Linked DNA regions of Pan troglodytes: region 1 is linked to region 2. A link is a contact called in public Hi-C data. All regions are on one chromosome and are shown on one strand. The core of a region is the stretch at or near the end of the contact, and the rest is flanking DNA. Distances in the headings are between cores, read along the strand shown.

Region 1 (4,762 bases), core at 920-3,419, 330 kb after region 2:
CAGGTGATCCATCTGCCTCGGCCTCCCAAAGGGCTGGGATTATAGGCGTAAGCCACCACGCCCAGCCAATTTTTTTTTTAATGTGACCATTAGAAAGTTAAAAATTATAGGTGAGGCTGACATAGTCTTCCTATTGCACAGTGCTGGCCGAAGGGGAGCCAGTCCCAGGCTGGGGTCCTCATCTGTTTCCTACCCTGACTCCCAGGGCAGGTCCGGCTCTGCTGGGGGGCCTGTCTGCCACAGGACTTGATGAGGAGGGGAAAGACTGGCACCCACCAAGCACTTTCGACATGTCAGGCACTGGGCTAGGCGCTTGGCCTTGATATTCTTATTTAAGTTGCATAACAACCCGGTAAGACAGGGACTACTACTGCACCATTTTACAGACAAGGAAATTGAGGCTGGTTGAGGTGAATCAACTTGTGCAAAGTCCCAGAATCTCCACCCGGGCAGTATTGCCTGAGCTCTTGCTCAGCCAACAAGCCCCACTACCCCCACACACCCATGGGCCTCTTGCAACAACACCTTCCCCACAGAGGGTCACGGGGAGCCTGAAGTGTGCGGGGGCAGTGGAGGGCATCTTTCTGAGGGCATCCTGCCCCTGAAGCCCAAGGAGGAATCACCCTCATGGCTCACTGAGAAGGATTGGCCACCCTCAGTCTTGTGGACTGAAGACTCATTTCGGAGCCACTCCAGGGTTGAGGCAGAGTGTGCTCCCAAGGGGTGGTTGTGCCCTGGCTCACGGCCCTGAACACAGTAGGTCTTCAACTAATACAGCAGGAAGAAATGGTGCCAGGACAGCTCTCCACGTTGAAAGTTCTTCCTTGTTAGCCCAAGCCAGGCTCCTTTGAGGATATCATTCAGATTATTACTTTGCTTGGGGTAGGGTCCCAGGCACAGCTCCGGGCATGGGTGCAGGGATCACACTGGACACACCAGATTCAGACCCTTGCAGAGCCCCTTCCCTGCTGCAGGGGGCAGAAAAGAACAGATAAGCGATGGTGCATAGTGGGGCAGCAGCTACCCCCAGACTTAAGAAGAGGACCAGGACATTTTTCGGGTTTCTGGTCAATTAAATAGAACGCCAAGCAGAGTCATGTTCTAAGCATCTATGTTTAACAAATCTGTACTTCAAATGCACACCCTCTCTGCTGAAAGAACACAGTCCCATCGAAGTATTTTTGCCTGATGGGAGGGATTAGAATTTTCGTGGCAACATTACATCACTTTAGACCAAAGCGACAGTGTCTGGGAAGACAGAGCTGGTTCTGCACGTACCTCCGCTCCACAGTCACGGACACTGACGTGCTCAGGGGTCGGCGCTCAGGATCACCGGGCAGCCGTACGTGTCCCAGGCAGCGGGAGCCCCGGCAGTGCCAGCTCCCACACCATCCGGCTGTGACAAACTCAGGTCCTTGGTGACAGGGAGCCTCTGCCAAGACAGTCCGAAAATTGGAAGGGGCCCCGCTCATCTTTGTGGGGTCCCCAAGAGCTTCAGATAAATTTGCTGAGCACCGGCTTCCTGATCACATTTCACATTTGACCAAACGATGTTCCTCTGCAGCCTCCCTCCCTTGGTCCCCAAATTTTCTAGAAGCTAGATGCAGAGGATGTCCTTTGTCAAGGGAAAAAGAAGTGTTTCCTTTGGGATAAAAGGACACACACACGAGTGTTTATGCACATGCAGATACGTCTGCCTCTCTCTATGGACATGTATAGAGATTTGGTTGTTTATGCATAAAATATCCCTGCATGGATACCCGGGAAACTGGTAATGTCAGTTGCCTTTAGGGAGGAAAACTAGGGGTCTGGGAGTCTTAAGTAGGATAATTTTTTAACCATATTTTATATATTTTTAAATTGTTCTACTCTGAGAAAATTTGAAAGTGTATAAAAAGCAAGCTCTGAGCCCCTTGTCTTCAACCCCGGGGCCTCTCTTGCCTGAAGTCCTGCCATGAAGATGAATCTCTGCCTGTACCCAGTTCCGTCAGGGCCCTGCTAAGGGGTGAACAGAGGACACCACACCGAGGGGCCACCCATTGTCTCCCAACCTCGGTTCCCAGGACTCCCGTCCCCACGGGCCCTCTAGACTCTGTGAGACTGTGATTCTGGGCTGGGTGAAGCCGGACCTGCCGCAGGGCCGATGCCGGCCTTTATGGAGCCAGCCCTGGAATCTCAAAAATGTCCTGTGGTCAGGCCTGAGCTTTGTTAGTGACTCAGCAGAAAGCACCCAGCCCTGGCCCCGTGGCAGGCAGGCCAGCCCCAACCTGGGGTGCAGCCTCGGGCCTCCAGCGTCCAGAGCCCAGGCCTGTGGGGATGTAGGCCCAGTGGGTGAGTGGCCACTGTCCAGACCCTCTGTCTCAGCGAGGCATCAAAGGCTGGCAGAGTTGGCTGCTGGGGGAGCCCCTGGATGGGGCCAGAGCCCCGGTTCCGGGCTGAACTGTGTCCTGACCTGCTGGCTGACCTCCAAGGCCTCAGTTTCCCCATTCACAGGAGAAGACCAACTGCATGTAAGCAGAAGCCTGACATTAGAAATGCAGCTGTTCTGTGATGCAGGTGGCGTGCTTGTCAAGGGTAAAAGCACAGGAGGCTGATGGGCCACCCAGGCTGTGTGGCCACAGGCAGCCTTCATGCCCTGGAGCCCCAGTTTCTCCTCCATGAAATGAGGCTAATAAGACTTCCTCCATGCCGGGAACCGTGGCTCATGCCTGTAATCCCAGCACTTTGGGAGGCTGAGGCAGGCATATCACTTGAGGTCAGGAGTTCGAGACCAGCCTGGCCAACATGGTGAAACCCCGTCTCTACTGAAAATACAAAAATCAGCCAGACATGGTGGGACGCACCTGTAATCCCAGCTACTCAGGAGGCTGAGGAAGGAGAATCACTTGAACCCAGGAGGCAGAGGTTGCGGTGAGCCGAGATTGTGGCAGTGCACTCCAGCCTGGGTGACATAGTGAGACTCTGTCTCAAAAAAGAAGACTCCCTCCAGTATCCGTGCTTGGGATGATTAAATGAGACAGTGCAGTCTTTAAGACATCAGCTGCCGCCAGCACCTTGAGGCTGCTGAATACCACCTGTCCCATCACTGACACGATGCTTCCACTCTGCTTATTTTCTTAAATAAATGTATTTTTACTGGCTACTTGATAGCACTGCCATATGTGGTGGATCAACGTCACTTGCCATAAATAGATTACACATTAAAAGTCACCCTTCACAATAGGGCTAAAACCCAGCCATCTGTGTCCCACCCCAAATCAGCTCACACAGCCCCAGATTTGGGGACACTGTGAGATGAAGACATAAGTAACAAGCTTCGTATGCAATGATGGTAGAAAGGCAGGCAGAGGCGACACGATTTGCTCATTTAATTCTGCAAGCTTGGTGTTAGGGTTCACTTATGGCTGCCTTTCTTTTCTTTCTTTTCTTTTCTTTCTTTCTTTCTTTTTCTTTCTTTCTTTCTTTCTTTCTCTCTCTCTTTCTTCTTTCTTTCTCTCTCTCTCTTTCTTTCTCTCTCTTTCTTCCTTTCTTTCTTTCTTTTTTTTTTTTTTTTTTTTACAGAGTCTTGCTCTGTCACCCAGGCTGGAGTGCAGTGGCGTGATCTCGGCTGACCCCAACCTCCGCCTCCCAGGTTCAAGCAATTCTCCTGCCTCAGCTTCTGGAGTAGCTGGGACTTCAGGCGTGCGCCACCACGCCCACTTAATTTTTTGCATTTTTAGTAGAGACGGGGTTTCACTATGTTGTCCAGGCTGGTCTCAAACTCCTAAGCTCAGGCGATCTGCTTGTGTCAGCCTCCCAAAGTGCTAGGATTACAGGCATGAGCCACCACGCCTGGCCTGCCTTTCTTATTAGGGGATTTTTAAAATTCCAGTTAAAATCAGCAAAGGCCAGAGAGAGGTGTTCTACACCTTCATGTTAACAAAATTATTTTAAAATGAGAAAAGCAGGTGCTGGGGAGGATGTGATGAAGCCAGCGCTCACGCAGGCATCAGCAGGTTCACACGTGTGAAGCACGCATGTGCTCAGGAAGGGTTGGTTAGCATGATTATCATATCCTGTTGGTGGTAACTATAAACTGGAACAGGACAGAGGGAAAACAGTACAGAAATAACAACTACTGAGCCAGGGCCATGAAAATGTACGCAGCCCCAAAGCTAATGATTCTAGGCCTAAACACTGATCTCAAGGAAATAGTCTCCCCACCTCATGTAACGAGGCCCCTGCTGAGACAGACCTGCTGATCCTAGTCGTCCACGTCCTGTTATTTCAATGCTCGTCACTCACCCTGCCCCAGCCCACCGAAACTTCCGCATTTCCCCACCAGTCAAGCTCTCGTGTTGGGGGCTTTGTGCTTTCTTGAAGCAACTTCCCCAACCCTGGCATCCAGGTTTTCCCTCCGGCACCCCTCCACCCCTGCTCAGACTGCCCCCCTCAGGAAGGTCAGAGCTGGCCCTGGTGTCCACAGAGGCACCTGCCCAATGCCCCCGCACTCCTTTGCCTGTGTGTTTTTCTCCAGAGCACTTATGCCCACCCAACATGGTCCATCTCATGGTTACTTACTGTTTATTTGGTTTATTGTTCATCTCCCTGAACTACAGAATGTCAGCTCCGGAGGATGGTGACTTGTTCACCGCTGCACCCTCAGCACCCAAAGGAGAATCTGGCGGTCAGGAAATGCTTGGTGGATGTTTGTTGAATGAATAAATGATGCTGACAATGCAGACCGTCCAAACGTCTAAGCCAGTTAGCATGCAGACACTCA
Region 2 (4,786 bases), core at 440-2,939:
TCCTGACCAGCTCCCTGGTGTTGCTGATGCTGCCGGCCGGGGGTCACACAATGAGAACCACCTCCCAGCATTAGCATCACTGTAGTGGGCTGAGCGGGGATCCCCCAAAGTATGACCAGGTCCTAACCCCTGGCACCTCAAATGCGACCTTATTTGGGTAATAGGGTTTTTGCAGGTGTAATTAGGTTAAACACGTTGAGGCGAGGCCATGCGGGATTTAGGGTCGCCCTGAATAGAATGGCTGGTGCCTTATAAGAATAGAGAAGGCAGAGACCACAGAAAAGACCACGTGAAGACAGAGGGCAGAGACTGGAGTGATGCGGCCACAATCCAGGGAATGCTGGGAGCCCTCCGCGGCTGGAAGAGGCAGGAAGGACCCTCCTTTAGAGCCCCCGGTGGGAGCACAGCCCTGCCAATGCCCTGATTTCTGACCCCCGGAACTGTGGGAGAAGAAACCTCTGCTGTTCTGAGCTCCGGGTCGGTGGTGATTTGTTGTGGCAGACAGAGGAGACCAGTGCAGCCCCCGAATTGTGCTCATTAGCAGCCACTTCTGGGTGCCGAGCTCCGCAAGACCTCACATTGCGACCTCCAGGCAGCCAAGGCCACATGGGGCAAGTGCAACGATTTTATGCTTCTGCGCCCTGCTGTTTCTCCATGCAGCGGCCCAGGGGTGCTTCTGGAACACATCTAGGCCTGAGCCCCTGGGTTCCAGGAGCCTGTGGAGAGCTTGCAGCCTGGGGCTGTCCCCAGGGCCCCTCTCTCTCAGTTTTGTTTGGAGCGGTGGCCTCGAATGCTGCCCGAGCCTGGGCTGGGGGTACCAGCTGGGCAGAGGGATGCCCTGTGACCTCTCAGGGGGCTGCGGCATCTGGGGACAACCTGCCCTGGGCCCAGGGTTGGGGGGTCAATGGGACAGGCATGGCGGGGTGGTGCTGGTGCAAAGCTGCCTGCCCAAGTGGGGAGTGCTCCAGCCGCATGGGGCATCAGTCACCTTGGGTATTTCTCCAGGAGCAGGCAGTCTGGGAGACCTCAGAGGAGGCCTGCTGGCTGGTCCACTGGTTTGTCAATCACTGGCAGGGCAGAGAGTGATGAGCTGGGCTTGGAGGGGACACAGTCTTGGATATGAGCCCAGCTCTGTGGGCACGGGCACTGTGGCCCCTTTTCCACTGGCCTCAGGTTCCTGGTGTGTGAGATGAGGTGGAAGTGAGTGGGAGGGGCTCCTGGCAGGGCTGCGAGCCTCCTACCTCTCGGTCCCACATCGGTGCTGGGTCCCAATGCCCACCTTGTCTCAGGGGTGACGTTATCACCTTTTGAAGAAGCCCCAGATGGTGTTGAATAGCGATCGCCACCCCCCAGTGTGCACCAGGGAAGGAGCATCGTAGACCTAGCAGATGAGGGCAGGCATGACTGAGCCCGTCCCAGCTGGGCCTGGGGACCAGAGGCTTGTAACCTACAAGATGCCCTCAGAGCATAATTTGCATACAGGTGAGGGCCTGCGACAGAGGCCCTGCATGTCCAGAGGCAGGGCCAGGTAGAGTAGGTAGGCTAGACACACCTGGAGATGCTGCCCTGGGCACACGCAGTTCCTGGGTAGGCCAGCGGAGGGCAGCAGAGCCTAGCAGCAGGCGACCCAGTGCCCAGGCCCTGGTACCCTCCTTGTCCTGCTCAGCACCAGGCCCGGGAAGGCAGGGGGAGTCCCCTCCTGGCAGGAGCTCCTCCTCCTCCTGGCAGCCTTCCTGGGCCTGTGCTGGGAACCTTACAACCCTTGCCTAAGGGACCCTAGGGGAATCTGTGTGGTGGCAGTGACAACCAACACTTGTTAGATTCTAGCCAGGAGGGAGGGTAGCTTGCTCTTAGTGGGGAGAGGGTGTGATGAGGTGGGCTGCTGGCTCCCACCACCAGGCCAGCCGGCCACCTGGAGTGCAGGGCACTGATGGGGCCCTCTCTGGCTGTGGGGTTCCCACTGGGTGGGGCTGGAGCAGCCCCTGGGTCTGTCTACCTGCCAGTCACTGTGGGGACACTCAGACTCCCTTCTCCCCGGGTGGGCCACGTCAGTGCCCCCAGGCATGTGAGGTGCTGAAAAGACCCTGCGCTTCTGTGGGTATGCGACTCATTCCACCTCATTTCCCCAGAAATCCGGGTCTCCAGGAGGCTCTTGCAGTCACCCCTTGCCGGTGCGTGCGCTTAGGGAAAGGCCATTTTCAGGCTTCACTGGGGCAAAGGAAAGAGGCTCTGTGCCTGGGGATGCAGTGGGCCACTGGTGAGGGGGGTCACGCTTTGCAGACAGGGCCAAAGTCCCAGAAGGGGAAATAGGTTGGGAGCTATCAGAGGCCGAGTTGGACAGCTCCGCCTTTCCCCCCGCACTGCACAGCCCCTTCTCCTGGAAGTGGACAGGGCAGGGAGGACTGAGAGGGGAAACTGAGGCCCAGACATCCCAGGCAATTTCTGAGGTCACCCCAATGTCTGTTCCTTGAGTGCAGCAGTGGCTTGGGCCCCGGGTGCCCTGCCTGTCCATCAGCTCTGCCCACGCCCCCTCCCTGATTTTTCTCCTTGGCAAAGCCCACCCAGCCTCTGGCACAGCCCTGGAAAAATGGTCAAGGAAAACTCTGGATGCTGGGCCAGCATCACAGCAGAGCCTGGGGGACCCTGGACCTCCGTCGGTGGCTGCAGCGGGAACACTGTGTGGAAGTGTGCTGTGCATACTCATGCATCCTCACTTCTGACTTAACAGAGGAGGGAGCTGGGGCTCAGAACATCCTGGAACACGCCCACCCCTGAGCACACCTGGGCTGGCTGCCTCCAGAAACCAGGGTGGTGTTGGCCACTCTGATAGGCAAAAGGGATTGCATTTGTTTTGGGGACTGTCTGAGGTTAGAAGTCACCCAGTGAAGACAGGAGAACACAGGTGGGGGATATTGTCTCAGTCTGAGTGCCCAAAGGTGGCGGTATTAGCTCAGCCGTGGGGACAGGCAGTGCACAGCCTGTGCTCTGGCCAGGAGGAAGGGGTGCATCAGGGGCTCTGTGGCTGGAGGCAAGGAGACCTCTCAGTAGAGCTGGGAAGGAGGAGTGGGGGCCCTGCTCCCGTGAGAGGTGGCAGGTGGGCAACGATGGCCATGGCTGGGCTGGAGGGAAACTGCTGACCCACGTCACTCGAGCGGGACATGAGACTGGCCCAGGCAGAAGGGCCTGAGACCCCAGGACCCTCATCAAACGTTCACCGGCTCCTTGGGGTTTGATGAAGGGTTCGCAGGCCCGGCAGTGTGCCCCCTCTGGGAGGCAGTCTTGCCCGGCTCATCCACCTCTGGCATTTGTTTCAGTTGCCAAGAATTTGTTTGGGGGCGCCAGGGCTGATGGTCCCACTTTCCACCTGGCAAGTAGTCCTGCCGCATAACTGAAAGGCAGCGACTCCACATGACCACGGGGCAGGCAGGATGGCGAGCTCTGCTCCAACCTGCATGGTGGCAGCGGCCCCGGGAGGCGGACTCCGGGCTGGACGGGAGACACGGGGGAAAAGTGAATCTGGTAGAGGTTACAGAGGGGCCACCCACTTGGCTGGTGCAAGCAGGAACCCTCTCCAGAGAGGCCACCCTTCCAGGCTCTGGGGACCCGAGCATAGGGTTGGCGAGTTCTGGCATTTATTATTATTATTTGTTCCAGAACAAAATTCAACTCCCATCCTCAGTTGGCCAATAATGTGGTAGGAACAGGTGGGAGCTGACCCCCAGATGCGGGGTGCTGGGTGCTGTGCTGATTTTCTGGGGCTGCTGTGCAAAGTACCACAGCCTGAGTGGCTTTAGACCATGGAGATGTGCTGTGTTGCAGTTCTGGAGGCCAGAAGTCCCAGGTGCAGGTGCCAGCAGGACCGGGCACCCTCTGAAGGCCCTAGGGAAGCGTCCCTCCTTGCTGCTCCTGGCTTTTTGCGGCTCTGGTGTTCCTTGGCTTGTGGCTGCGTCGTTCCAGTCTCTGTCTCCCCCTTCATGTGTCTTCTCCTCTGTGTGTGTCCACATTTCTCTCTACTTATAAGGACACCGATTGTATTGGATTCAGGGCCTTCCCTGCTCCAGTATAACCTCAACTTATTACATCTGCAGGAACCTTATTTCCAAGTAAAGTCACATCTGAGATTCCAAGTGGATGTGAATTTTAGGAGCACCTGATTCTACCTTTCCAGGTGTTTTCTCTCTCACAAGCATTCACGAGCAGGCAGCTTTTTGATTTTTACGGTAAGGGGCGGAACCCAGCAAGGCATTGGGAGGGGTGAAGGCCAGAGAGTGGGGTGCAGGTATCAGGAATGAAGGGATGGGGGCCAGGGAGGCTCTAGCATCCAGTCTTCCTTCTGATCCCAGCCTTGCCATTTTCAGCTGTTTGGTGTTTGGGCAAATTATTGGACCTGCCTGAACTTTAGTTTCCACATCTGTAAAATGGGCCCGTTATTTCTCTGCACTGCACTGGCATCAGTTGCTGGTTCTCTGTAGCAAATGGAGACGACAGAGTCGGTTTGTACAGGGCCAGGAATGGTGTCCTCAGAAATGTTCCGGGGGTGGCCCCAGCTTCTCCTCCACCCACTGGCTGCACAGACTCCTTGTGCCTTGGGTGCCTCATCTGCAGAACGGGAATAACCACAGTTCCTGCCCTGTTGGCTTAAGGCGAGGACAGGTGGGAGACGGGCCCAAAGCCCTCCCAGGTGCCTGGCCCGGGGCCAGCCTTCGATGCAGATCAGCGTCCGTGCAAGTCAGCTGTGGGGCTCAGTCATCTGGAGATGGTCGGGGAGGCTCTTGCAGATCTTTCT

Evidence for each region. A called contact is a pair of places that touch in the nucleus more often than the background predicts.
Region 1: a Hi-C map of stem cell-derived neural progenitor cells shows a contact between it and region 2, with 3 times the contacts expected there. The contact joins two enhancer-like sites. A contact is called at or near these places in 1 of 7 Hi-C or Micro-C datasets (stem cell-derived neural progenitor cells) and 1 of 1 other capture datasets (stem cell-derived neural stem cells).

The regions. Positions count from the first base shown.
Region 1 is chr9:71,474,357-71,479,118 of NHGRI_mPanTro3-v2.0_pri, forward strand. No RefSeq gene overlaps it. Among named protein-coding and RNA genes, the nearest start is that of MYEOV, 130 kb to the left of the region's middle. Within about 2 kb of position 2,170, at least 5 of the 24 cell types and tissues checked have an H3K27ac peak or open chromatin away from gene starts, as enhancers often do. A contact at or near this core is called in stem cell-derived neural progenitor cells, where this site is marked.
Region 2 is chr9:71,149,547-71,154,332 of NHGRI_mPanTro3-v2.0_pri, forward strand. All of the region lies in intron 19 of TPCN2 (two pore segment channel 2), which reads left to right. Among named protein-coding and RNA genes, the nearest start is that of TPCN2, 52 kb to the left of the region's middle. Within about 2 kb of position 1,690, at least 2 of the 24 cell types and tissues checked have an H3K27ac peak or open chromatin away from gene starts, as enhancers often do. A contact at or near this core is called in stem cell-derived neural progenitor cells, where this site is marked.